Regions from separate parts of the Sus scrofa genome. Here region 1 is linked to region 2. Evidence: chromatin contacts called from public HiChIP or PLAC-seq data. All regions are on one chromosome and are shown on one strand. The core of a region is the stretch at or near the end of the contact, and the rest is flanking DNA. Distances in the headings are between cores, read along the strand shown. Region 1 has its middle 440 kb from the start of SUCLA2. Region 2 has its middle 85 kb from the start of SUCLA2.

Region 1 (6,100 bases), core at 2,311-4,810, 350 kb before region 2:
GCATTTGACAAGTAGTTTCATTTCTGTGAGTTTCCATCTCAACTATTTTTATTTATAAAACATCTTAAAAGAATACTTACTGCAACTATAACTACATATATATTCTTTATGAATAACATCTTGACCCCTTAGAGTTACTACACTATCTATTATTAAAGAATCTAGCTTTTATATTCCAAACTTCTCCCAAGTGTTTTGCCAAAATCCTTCTAGGAACTTGGTGACGCCCTATTCTACAATCTGTATGTCTTCTTAATTACCTCTAAACTTTAAGCTTTAGAAGGACAAAATAATTTTGAGACGAGGTTTGTATCAGATACCAAATTATCCAGAGTGTATGACTGGGTGTAAACCGTGCTATGAGAGCCCTAATCAGATGATCATTCATTCTCCTGCCATAACCCCAACAACCCATCATAAAATATGGGTAGAAGGAATATTCATAATTGCTGTATGTAATAATACTGATATTTTAGAATTCATTCATTATCAAGAATTCAAGATTTCACCCAAGTTCCACAGAAGGTGACTTAAGTCTTAAATTCTTTTCACTGTTACTTAGATGATTCACTGTGGGCTAAAGACCAGGAGGTCCATTCATCCTGAAAGCCAGAAAACACTGGTCTTTCACTGAAAGCTTATCTATTTCTTAAGTTAAAAAACAATGATATGTGTATGTATGAAATACTTTAAATCTCATACAATTCCAGACTTGTGTACATCTATATTATTGCGTTTTCTAAATTTTTTTTTAAATTTAAACTTCAAACTACACCTTTCTTTAAAAATTCTACAATATCAAAACTAGGGCTCTGCAAAAATTTCTCAAAGCACAACTGATTACACCCTCTCTCCTTTCTATAAACTTATAGGAAGTGGAAGCAGAAGCCAATAATCAAGCCCTTTACAGCTGCATCCTTAGCAGCTCGCATCATTATTCAGCAAGTACAGTATTACCAGAAATCTTCCATCTTAGATTGTGAAGGGACTTGGGTTTTAATTTGCACCTGTGCATATTTCAATAAAGCAATCAGCTTCCAATTAGTCAATGCCAAGGTTCAGATTGCACAGGTAGACAAGACTTTCTGTGTACAAGGTATCATCTATCCAGCAGCCACTCTTTCTGTCAACTCTGCCCCCTTGTGGCCAACGTGCGCGAAGGTCATAGGGCCAACTAGGAAGGGGCACCAGTATCATGATTAACAGTAGCACAGAGTTTTTGTTCTACATTGGAAGGGAGGTAACTGTAGTTTACTGAGCAGGATGGCATATGAATTCAAAAGATGTAATTTCCAATTCCTACTCTGCAACTTAGTGAATCTACAACTTGAAGATGATCACTTAACTTCCCTGAAATTATTCTTCATCTATTAAAACTGGCAGAGGAGTTCCCGCCCTGGCTCAGTGGTTAACGAATCCAACTAGGAACCATGAGGTTGCGGGTTTGATCCCTGGCTTTGCTCAGTGGGTTAAGGATCTGGCATTGCCTTGAGCTGTGGTGTAGGTGGCAGACGTGGCTTGGATCCCGCATTGCTGCAGCTCTGGGGTAGGCTGGCAGCTACAGCTCTGATTGGACCCCTAGCCTGGGAACCTCCATATGCCGTGAGAACAGCCCAAGAAATGGCAAAAAGACAAAAAAAAAAAAAAAAGACTGGCAGAGGCATAGACCCATAAATTAATGGGTCAGAATAGAGTCCAAAATGAGACCCACACAGATGTAGCCAACTGATCTTTGACAAAGAAGCAAAGTCAAATCAATGGAGAAAGGACCATCTTTGACTTTAAGCCATGACACTGGAACAATTGTACCAGAGAATTGTACATGCAGAAAAATAAACCTGGACACATTACTTACACAATGCAGAAGATTAACTCAAAATGGATCATATACCTAAGAATAAAATGCAAAACTACAAAACTTCTAGAAGAAAATCTACAAGACCTTGACTTGGCAATGGATTTCAATAATCTAACACTGAAAGCACAATCCACCCAAGGGGGAAAAAAGTGGCTAAATGTGACTTTACTAAAATTAAAAACTTCCGCTCTGTGAAAGACATTGTTAAGAGACTGAAAAAAAAAAAAAAATCAAGCCATATGCTGGTAGAAAATACTGGCCAAAAAAAAAAATCTCTAATGAAAAGACTTGTGTCTAAAATATAAAATAGAACATAATAAAGTTTAATTTGCCTCAATATTAAATAAGGTGCCAATTGTAAAAGTTCTCAACATACAATTGGAATTTTAAAAAGGTTTACTTAATCTGATGACAAATACATTATGTTGCAAATAGTTATTTAATTTTCCAAATCCTCTGGTAAATATTATGTCATTGCCTCACTCATCCACCTCACTCACCCACTCATAATTCTTAAAGAAACAGCCCCAAAGATTTCCCAGTTTACAACATGTCTGATTCTAAGAGGAATAAGTTTACCATGATTCATACATTTCTGGGAAAGACAGAAAATGACCATCCTAAATGCTTATGAAAAAGATGCTTGCGATTACACACCAAAAAAGCAGTCCTTGGATCTAGCCCCACAACAGATTGTTTCATAACTTGAAGAAAATTTAATTGTACAGTCTTTCAAGATAGAAAAAAATCATACTATGTTTTTAACATTTTAATCTCCAAGTTAAGCTTTATTCTTACTATTTAATTACTATCTTATTTTTCTGTATTAAAATCGGGCTTCATAGAGTCTGCTTCATTGATTCCAATTAACAGCCTAACCTACTCTGCTCCATTCCTTCTCCAATCACCCATTAAGTTCAAGCAGCACTGGGCAGAATACGCCTTGGCTCTCTCTCCCCTGCTCAAGTGTAACTGCAATGACTGGAAGGACACTGTCCCACATCTTGCCAAAAACCTCCAGGCAGGGTCCAGGAGACAGATCCCAAGAAGTTTACAAAAAAAGAAACCATGCACCCTCAGAGGGAAACTAAGGAGATAACAATAGGAAACCGCCTCAAGCAAGACTATTAAACAGAATATACATTGTGTCCACTGAGGCTGCACAAATTTGAATAGTGTTGATGAAAAAAACATAGAAGGCTGCAAGGAAGCGTTTATTCGGCATCATAAGAATTGCAACTGGGGAGACACGGATTCAGGCCAACCAAAAGAATATTCTGGAGAAGAGAAAGGAGGGCTTATAAAGGCAAAAGCCATGAGTCTGCACCCTGACACAAGAAAGGAAACATTTGCCCTAATGGGTAGGTTGTCACAAGTTGTTTAGGGTAAGAATTCTATCAGTATCTTGGGTTTCTGGACCGTTGTGCAGATGTTCTGGATGCCTGTGTTCAGACAATAAATGGTCAAAAGGTTAGACTCCATCTGAGCTGAGATGTGCGTTAAGTCATAATTTCTCAGTGGCCTCCCAGTTCCATTTAAGAGAACTTTCCTAACAGTATCAGCTCTGTTTTGATAGTCTTTTCATGATGGCTATCATGTGAAGAAAACGTGGTGGCCGCTTGTGACACTGGAGAGTTCAGTCTCAAAGCAGAAAGGATCATGGGGGATGATTCAGCACATGGTGCTGGGTGGGAAAGACGCATGAGGAAATTAACACGAGCAATGATAAAGTGCTGACACACACCCCAGAGCTACAGCGGAGAGTCTGTTTCCCCAAATAAAAAGGGAAGAGGATGGAAAGACAGTTAAGAAGTCAGTCGACGGGGGCACGTGAGCTTGCTCAGAGTTTGCTCTGTCTCAAGCAATTCAACTTGACTTCGCTCATTCTCTGTAATAAATCTCTAAAGCCCCTGTCTGCTATAGCATGTGCTAAATCTAGGCCCTTTCCTTGCAAAAAAAATTTTAGGATTACCTGCTTCTCATCCGCAGCTGTGAGAATAAGCCTAGATTTGGTACCCGCTGAAAATGGAGAAAGGAGAGGTTGGCCTCTTTCAAGGGAGATTGATGTCCTAGGCATCTGAAATTTATACTAAGGGCATGTACCTGCTAATCCTTTACCCCAAGTTGCCCCCAGAGAGTGAAAGTAACAGTTTCTATTTTGGAAGAGATCTCAGATGTGAAAGCCAGGCAAAAATAGCTCTGTCTTGGGAGTTCCCACTGTGGCTCAGTTGTAACGAACATGACTAGTATCCCTGAGGATGCAGGCTAGCCTTGCTCAGTGGATTAAGGATCCGATGACGTTGCTGTGAGCTGTGATGTAGGTCAGAGACACAGCTGGGTCTGGCATTGCCCTGGTTGTGTAGGCTGGCAGCTTCAGCTCAGTTCGACCCTAGCCTGGGAACCTCCATATACCTCAGGTGTGGTCCTACAAAGAAAAAAAAAAAAAAAAAAAAGAAGAAGAAAAAAAAAGCTGTGTTACTTCAAGCTCTGATTAGCATTCTAGATCTAGACCCCAGGTGGGTTTATCCTTTTTTCTTCCACTAATTCCCCCAGTCACGACACTGTCCAGTGGAGAAGATGAGGTTTCAACAGTGCTTCCTTTCCTACCAGATGACCGTGGGAAGTGAATGTACTCTAAATATAATCAGCCTCTTACCCGGCTCCAGGAGTAGTGTTGTTTTGAATCCGGCCACCATCACACCATAAGGAGAGCATCCCCCATAAGCTCAAGTGCTGTAACCCGTGGGCCGCCGCTAGCTTTTGCACTGCAGATATTTAAACGTAATTGCATGTAACACTTTATTTATAGTAATGAAAAAGTACTTAAAAGCCAATTACATAGTTGGAAATTGCACATCTCTAAACAGATGTAGAATAATTAAAAAGAAATCTACCACCCATCTACCATCTACAGAAACTCCTTGGAATTACCAACATGATTTATGTCAGAATCCTCCAGGCAGTTCCTCTGGTGAAATGGCTGGCCTGTATTAGGTACATTAGCCTAATGCACCTTTCATATGGCTTAATGGGGAATTGACGTGTAGTTTCCATGCATTCGTTATTCTTTTTATGATCAAAATTATTCATTCAGGAGCAATACGTTTCTGTAAATTTCCTTTGCCAAGAAGTGGTTTTGGTGAGCAAGTCCTTTGAGGTGTTTATCGGTAGACATGGGATAAAAGGATGGTGTTTTCCATGGGGATGAGGGAAGGGTGTCTTTACGCAGATACATCATTCACTGACTGCATCAAGCTCCCCATATGACACCAATCAAAGAACCTAAACTAGGAATTCGTCATAGCTGAGAAGTCCCTGGTCAGCTTCCATTCATTTTGAGGGCAAATAGGAATAGAATGAATAACGGAAACCCATCCCTCATGTTATTCTTATCCTTAACTATTTCCTTCTGAGCCACCCCCACACACAGTTGATCAAAAGAGGAAGTTCATAGGTATCTTTGGTCGTGGAAGGATTGTTATACTCTAAAAGCTAACAACACACAGGAATCTGACCATCATTATAGATGAAACCATTTGCACCAAAGAAGATTCTTGTTCCATTTGGAAATTTAAAAAAAAGTCCTCGAGGAGTTCCCGATGTGGCTCATTGAAAATGAACCTGGCTAGTATACATGAGGATGCAGGTTCAATCCCTGGCCTCACTCAGTGGGTTAAGGATCCAGCATTTCAGTGAGCTGTGGTGTGGGCTGCAGATGAAGCTTGGATTGTGCCTTGCTATGGCTGTGACTAAGCAAGCAGCTGCAGCTCTGATTCAACTCCTAGCCTGGGAACCTCCATATGCTGAATGTGTGGCCCTAAAAAAGCAAAAAAAAAAAGGAAGGAAAAAAAAAGAAAAAATTCTGAAAAGTTTGACCCTGGACTTAACAGAAAAATAGTCTCTTGGAAAACTTCTATTAATAACTTCAATATTATGTCAGTGTATTTTTCAGTCTTGATCCAGCATAATTAACATTTTCACTAATAAAGAATATATATATATACATAACATATAAAACATAGCTATGTCTACCTAGCAAGGAAGGGAAATTCAACTTACTGTGGGTTTGTTACATTCAATTTTTTTTCTTCCTAAAATAAATAAATAATCTTAGTATTTTCTAAACTCCCAATGGTTTGTACCTTGTTTGGAAGCTCAAACAAAAATACCTCTTTTTCTTACTCTCATATTCTTTAGTAGCCTCAACAGAAATTTAGAAACTTTCTCCTCCATGAGTATGAA
Region 2 (5,982 bases), core at 1,605-4,104:
TTTGACTCTATCCCAAGACACTTTCTTCAGGGGATATTTTGGTAAGGAGCTCAGAATAGTTAAATCGGATCTAGTTCTCCTGATTATTAAGTGACATAGATTTCATTTTATTTTTTGGTCTCTTGCATCTCAAGTTTACTGCCAGAGACAGATGCACATAAAAATATATTCAAGTGACTGAGACTCAGAATAGCCCATAGAAAAGGGTCTCCAATTTAACGTCAGAGAGCAAACAAGAAGGATGTCGGGCTTTTTGCAATAAATGTTCAGCTGAATCACGTCCATTGCCCATGGAGGCAGGTGGGCAAAGGAGCCCGGTGAACATTTTGGTCCCTCCTCCAGAAGAGGGCGACCTACAGGAGACACTGGTGAACAAAAAACAGCCCATGCCCTGACCTCCTCCAGCTTACAGTCCAGGGGCTGTTAGGACAGAGGCAGAGAGAAGAAATGGCTTTCACGTCTTGCAGAGCAAGGACGAGAAGGAACACTGAAGAGCAGCCACTTGGATGGCCTTCTTTTCCCAGAGGAAGAAACTAAAAGCACCTCCAAATAGTTCATCCGAGTGGTGAGGCTCCAGGCTGAGTGTTCGTGGTTTGTGGAAGTTCCCGGGCCAGGGACTGAACCCATGCCACAGCTATAACCAGAGCCGCAAAGGTGACAGCACCAGATCCTTAACCCATTTTGCCACCACTAAATTCCTTGTCCTTGTCATATTCTCCCTCCAGGAGCCCCAAGTCATCATTCCCCCATAGAGACTGATCTTCTTCTGGGTTTCCTGTCTCTGCACTTAGCCCAACAAGCATCCTTGGCACAAGCTGGAACCAGGAGAATCCTTAATCCCTCCCCCTCTGACACCCAGCTTGAGACTCCTTCACCAAATCCTGATAGCCTCTCCCCTTAGAATTCTCCTGAATCCACCCACAGCTCTCCACTTCCACCACCTCGACCCTTGTCAAACTGCCACCATCTCTCACCTGATGACCGAAGCTGCCTCCTCACGCGTCCCCCCATGGACTGTGGGCTCCTTTCAATCCACCTGCCACATTATAGTAAAGGTGCCCTTTGCAGAAGGCAAATCCCTTCACTCTTTTCCTCTTCCGTTTTCTTTTCCTTTCCATCCCGAACAGTTCGGATACAAAGCTAGCAGATGGGACACATCAAGGCAGGCATCCCACCCTGAGCTCTAAGACGTGGCCTAAAAAGAGACCTGTGGGATGCAAGCCACCCTAACAGACGACCACAGGACCCAAACCAGCAACACCTCGGCTCTCTAACCCGCTGGGACTGGGGGATAAAAATCAAGGATTTCCATAGTGATGGAACCTGCTGACTCTATTAGGCAAAGAGACCACCGAACCCAGCCAGAAAGCAGAGTCTCTCCAACATCCGTCTTCTCAGCCTCTTGGCTCTGATGCCATCCATAGTTCCCATCTCGTGTTCCACCTCCCGCCCGTCCCACTGAGCCCTTTGTGGACAGCTCTGCCATCCATGCGAATTCATCAGAGAGCTGACAAAGCCTACAGTGGGATCCGCGCCCGCCCCCTGCCAGGCCCCAAGCTTAGTAACTGGAAGATTATGAAGTTTACACGTACAGCCTACACTTTACCATCTCAAGGCCTTAGTCTTAGGCATGGGATGGTGAACACGGAAATCATATACTGTCTTTCAGATTTGCAAATATTACAAATACCTGGGGGGAGGCACAGGAAACTGATGCCTCAAGGAATGGAACTGCTGGGCCAGGAAACTGTCAGTCAGCATTTGTATCGCAAACAACAAAAACAACCCTGGCTGATTTAAGTAGGAAGGGAGTTTGTTAGGAGGATGTTGGAAGGCTTAGAGACGCCCCAGATCAGGCATAGGAACTAAAAAGTCAGAGCCAAGGCCCCAAATCAATTCTGTCTTCAGCAGTGAGAAACAGGCTTTGCCTCAAAAGGAAGGAAGAATCCTCCAGCGCAGCAGTGGCTCAGAATCTAAGTAAACAAAAAGAATTACAACCCAGCCATTACACTTGCAGGTGTAGAGCCAGAAGAATTGAAAGCAGGAACTTAAACAGATATTTATTCCAATGGCTGTTCATAGCAGCATTATTCACACTAGCCAAAAGGTGGAAACAACCCAAATGCCCATCCGGGGGGAAAATGGGTCAACAAAAGGTAGCATATGCATCACATGGAGTATTATTTAGTCTTAAAAAGAAATGAAACTCTGATACGTGTCAGAATGTGGGTGAACCCTAAAGGCATGCAAAGGGAAAGAAGCCAGTCACAAAAAGACAGGCAGTGGATGCGTCCACTTTAATGAGCAGTCAAATTCCTGGAGACGGAAAGCAGAAGAGTGGTTACCAAGGGCTGGAGGGAGGAAGGGGAAACTGTGGTTTAATGGGTACAGAGTTTTGCCAGAGGGGTGATGGAGAAGCTGTGGATATGGATCGCGGTGATGGTGACACAAGCTTATGAATGCGCTTAACGTCACTGAAGTGTGCGTTCACGAATGGTTAAAATGATAAATGTGTGTTTTTGCCACAGTAATAAAAAAGAATTGCGAAAAACACCCACAACACTCACTTTCCTCTGCATATTCTTCTGTACCTTCATATCGTAGGCATTCTTACCTATTTAAAGCAGATTTTTTTTGAATCAAGGGATTAACTTTTATAGGATGTGCTTTCAACGGTGAAAAAGTGGTTCTGCTGTATCTTAGAAATGGCACAATATTGAGGAAAAACATAAAAGCTAAAAACCTGCATCTGTGTGTAAATACATTCAACAATGTAAATAAATTCATCCATCGCTACTGCTCCTTGTTGGAGCGAAATACAAACTCTCCCCTCTTCCCTCTCCTCACAGTCCAGCCACCACTTCCTGTCACATGCAATGGGAATTTCACAATTTTAGCAAGCTCTCATCCAAAACAGGTCCTCGGCACAAGATTTATCGCTCTCCCAAATCAGAATGCAAGTTATGTTTTAATGCCTAGCATATTCACCTGAGGAAGCAAATTAACTTGCAATTATTGTAAATAGTTGCGTGACTGTCACAAAAAGATTTTGTCTTTTTTTTCCTAAAATAGCAAACAATATAAGATGTTGAAGCTGTGATTGGCCAGGAGAGTGCAGACAACCAACATGGGTTTCCCGTAGCATTAAATGAACCTCAAAGGAATGGGTTAGGCAGTCTCTGTTTCTTGGCTGACAGTTTGCACCATGATACCACAGCACTCATCCAAGCTGTTAGAAAGAAACATGTCAAATAACCTATTGGTGAACCTTTAAGAGCCTGGTTCACGCCCAGCAACATAACCTCAAATCTTTCTCCAACCACATCTACGGCATCAAAAGGAAAGGGAAATTTTCTAGCTCCGCCATGTCCCTTGACCTTCTTGAGAACTGAATGTGTTTTGCTTATTGTCCAACCCCTGACACCGGTAGGTGCTTAGAAGATGTTTGAAGGGATGAATCACTGAAGAAATGAAGGTCTGAAGCACCTGCCTCCTAGGTCTACACACCTGTCACTGGTGGCCTCGCCTTCAACACTCAGACCGACAGCAAGTGGGTCATTACATCAAGTCGAGCTGTGACCTTGCTGAGTGGTGGCTGGGACATGAGGGATCCCACTCATTCCAGAAGCACCCGCTGAACGCCTACTCATTCCAGACCCTGTACCGAACCTAAGGGTACAAAAGAAATGGGCAGCCTCCTGCCCTCTAGTTACTTACAGCACAGCAGGGGAGACCAGTGTGTCAGCTACTGTTAAACGCAGAATGTGAAGGGCTCCGGAGCAGGAGTGAGCAGAGGGCTCTGGGAGCAATGGACGGGGACACCACTGAAGATGCAAGCAGGGAGGGCCCACCTGGGGTGGAAGAAGGAATCGCAGGAGGAGGGAGGCTCCGGAAAGGGCCAAGGAGGGGACTTCACAGGAAAGGGGAGCTGGACAGGAAGGAGCCAGCCTGAGAGCTGCTGGTGCTGAAGAAAGAAAAGGAAAGGCCGAGGCTGGGGGTGGGTAGCGGAAGACAAGCTCGCCCTCTCCGCTTCCCCGGGAGAACCCTAAGAGGAGACGGCGGGGGGGGGGGGGGGCGGTGGTGGCCTGGTGCTGGGGAAGCACCAGCCAAGGTCAGGGGAGGTCACGTGAAGACAAGGGCTGAATGCCATTGCCCTGCCAGCCCCGGGGCCCGGCGTGACTCTGAGAAGGTCTCTGCCCATCCTCTGTCCCCACAGAGGCAGGAAGGGCCCGGAACACGAGCCTAGACTGGAGACAAAAGACGCAGGGGTAGTAGAGGAAGGAGGCTGGGATCCTAAATTTTTTTTAAACCATATTTTTCCAGTTCCCCTTGTTGAATTCAGTTCCTCATCTGTAACGTGGGTGAAGGACCAGGTGTTTGAAGTCCATTCCAGCCCCAACAGTCTCTGACTCTCTGACTTAGGATCTGTTACAGGTATAGATACACATGGTGCTGTGGACTGAACGGGGTCCACCCCCAAAGGCATCGGTTAAGCCCACAAATCCTGGTACCTCAGGTCGTGACTGTATTTGGAGAAAGATTCTACAGAGGTGATCATGGTTGCATGACTCAGACAAGTGGGCCCTGATCCAGTCTGACCGATATTGTTATAAAAGGAAATCTGGACACACACAGAGACGCCAGAGATGTATGTGCAGGGAGAAAAGGCCACATGAGGACACAGCAAGCAGGCAACCACCTGCCAGCCAGGCAGAGGCCAGGGAGAAAGCAAAACTGCCACCACCTTGATCTTGGACTTGCAGCCTCCAGACCTGGGAGACGGTAAATTCCTGTTGTGTAAGCCACCAAACTACATATTTTTCTCTGAAAGCCCTAGCCAAAAAAAAAAACATCTGATAACAGAACAGTGGTTAAAAACTTAAATTGTCCAGGAAGAGAAAATTCCTCAGCCCAAACATCTAGTTCTTCTGACAGTCAGCCTTTCGCCTGGGGCTCTGTGCCATGACTAGTAAGACGCAAGTCAATAAATACAACAAATGTTGGCTGAATGCCGGTCCCAAGGAGAGGCCCTGGCGGTCATCCTCCAAGGTCATGGGGATTGAGTGGGAAGGGGGAAATGACAGGTCCATCAAAACTCTGACGCTAATATATGTGGATGACTGGGTCACTTTGCTGTAGAGCAGAAATTGGCACAACATTGTAAATCAACTATATTTTAATTAAAAAAATTTTTCTTTGACATAAAAAAAAACTAACACTGGCCGAAAAACCCAAGTCCCTCTCTCCTTTATATGTGACCCGCGTCTCAAACTAATGATGGGTCCTCCTAGCTCGGGACCAGCCCAGTCTCTCCCAGCAGGGCTGATGAGCCCCGAGTAAGCATGGGAAGGAAGAGAGTACAAACGTGCATGACCTTGGAATAGCCATCCTGACAAGAGAGAAGCTGGGCTGCTCGCAGCAAGGGATTCTCTATGTCAAAGGGAGAGGACAATTCAGGACGGGCGAGGACCTGTGACGTCCTCGCAGTGTTCACCCAAAGCAGCTTCCTTCACTAAGGCGGGAATCTGCCGAGAGGGAAAAGAGAGTTTGGAAAGCCCTTTGAGCATTTTCTCCGATATGCCCATTAAAGTGTGGAGAAGAAAGAAATTTCGGAGTTCCCGACATGGCGCAGTGGAAACGAGTCCGACTAGGAATCATGAGGTTTCGTGTTCGATCCCTGGCCTTGTTCAGTGGGTTAAGGATCTGGCGTTGCCGTGAGCTGTGGTGTAGGTCACAGAAGTGGCTCGGATCTAGTGTTGCTATGGCTCTGGCGTAGGCCAGCAGCTGCAGCTCCGATTCAACTCCCAGCCTGGGAACCTCCATATGCTCCAGGTGTGGCCCAAAAAATTTAAAAAAAAAAGAAAGAAAGAAAAAATGTCACATTCACAGCTCTTTCCTTGGATAAAAATATGATGAAACAGAGACAAAGAGGACTGGAAAATGGCAAGAAGGAAAGAAAGATCTGGGTCTTGTTTCATCCTT

What was found. HiChIP or PLAC-seq counts read pairs in DNA pulled down with a chosen protein or histone mark.
Region 1: a contact with region 2 is called in an H3K27ac HiChIP or PLAC-seq map of alveolar macrophages. The contact joins two enhancer-like sites. A contact is called at or near these places in 1 of 47 Hi-C or Micro-C datasets (embryonic fibroblasts) and 1 of 2 datasets of contacts at active chromatin or transcription factors (alveolar macrophages).

What each region holds. Positions count from the first base shown.
Region 1 is chr11:20,050,266-20,056,365 of Sscrofa11.1, reverse strand. No RefSeq gene overlaps it. Among named protein-coding and RNA genes, the nearest start is that of SUCLA2, 440 kb to the right of the region's middle. Within about 2 kb of position 3,560, at least 2 of the 83 cell types and tissues checked have an H3K27ac peak or open chromatin away from gene starts, as enhancers often do. A contact at or near this core is called in alveolar macrophages, where this site is marked.
Region 2 is chr11:19,698,888-19,704,869 of Sscrofa11.1, reverse strand. No RefSeq gene overlaps it. Among named protein-coding and RNA genes, the nearest start is that of SUCLA2, 85 kb to the right of the region's middle. Within about 2 kb of position 2,854, at least 10 of the 83 cell types and tissues checked have an H3K27ac peak or open chromatin away from gene starts, as enhancers often do. A contact at or near this core is called in alveolar macrophages, where this site is marked.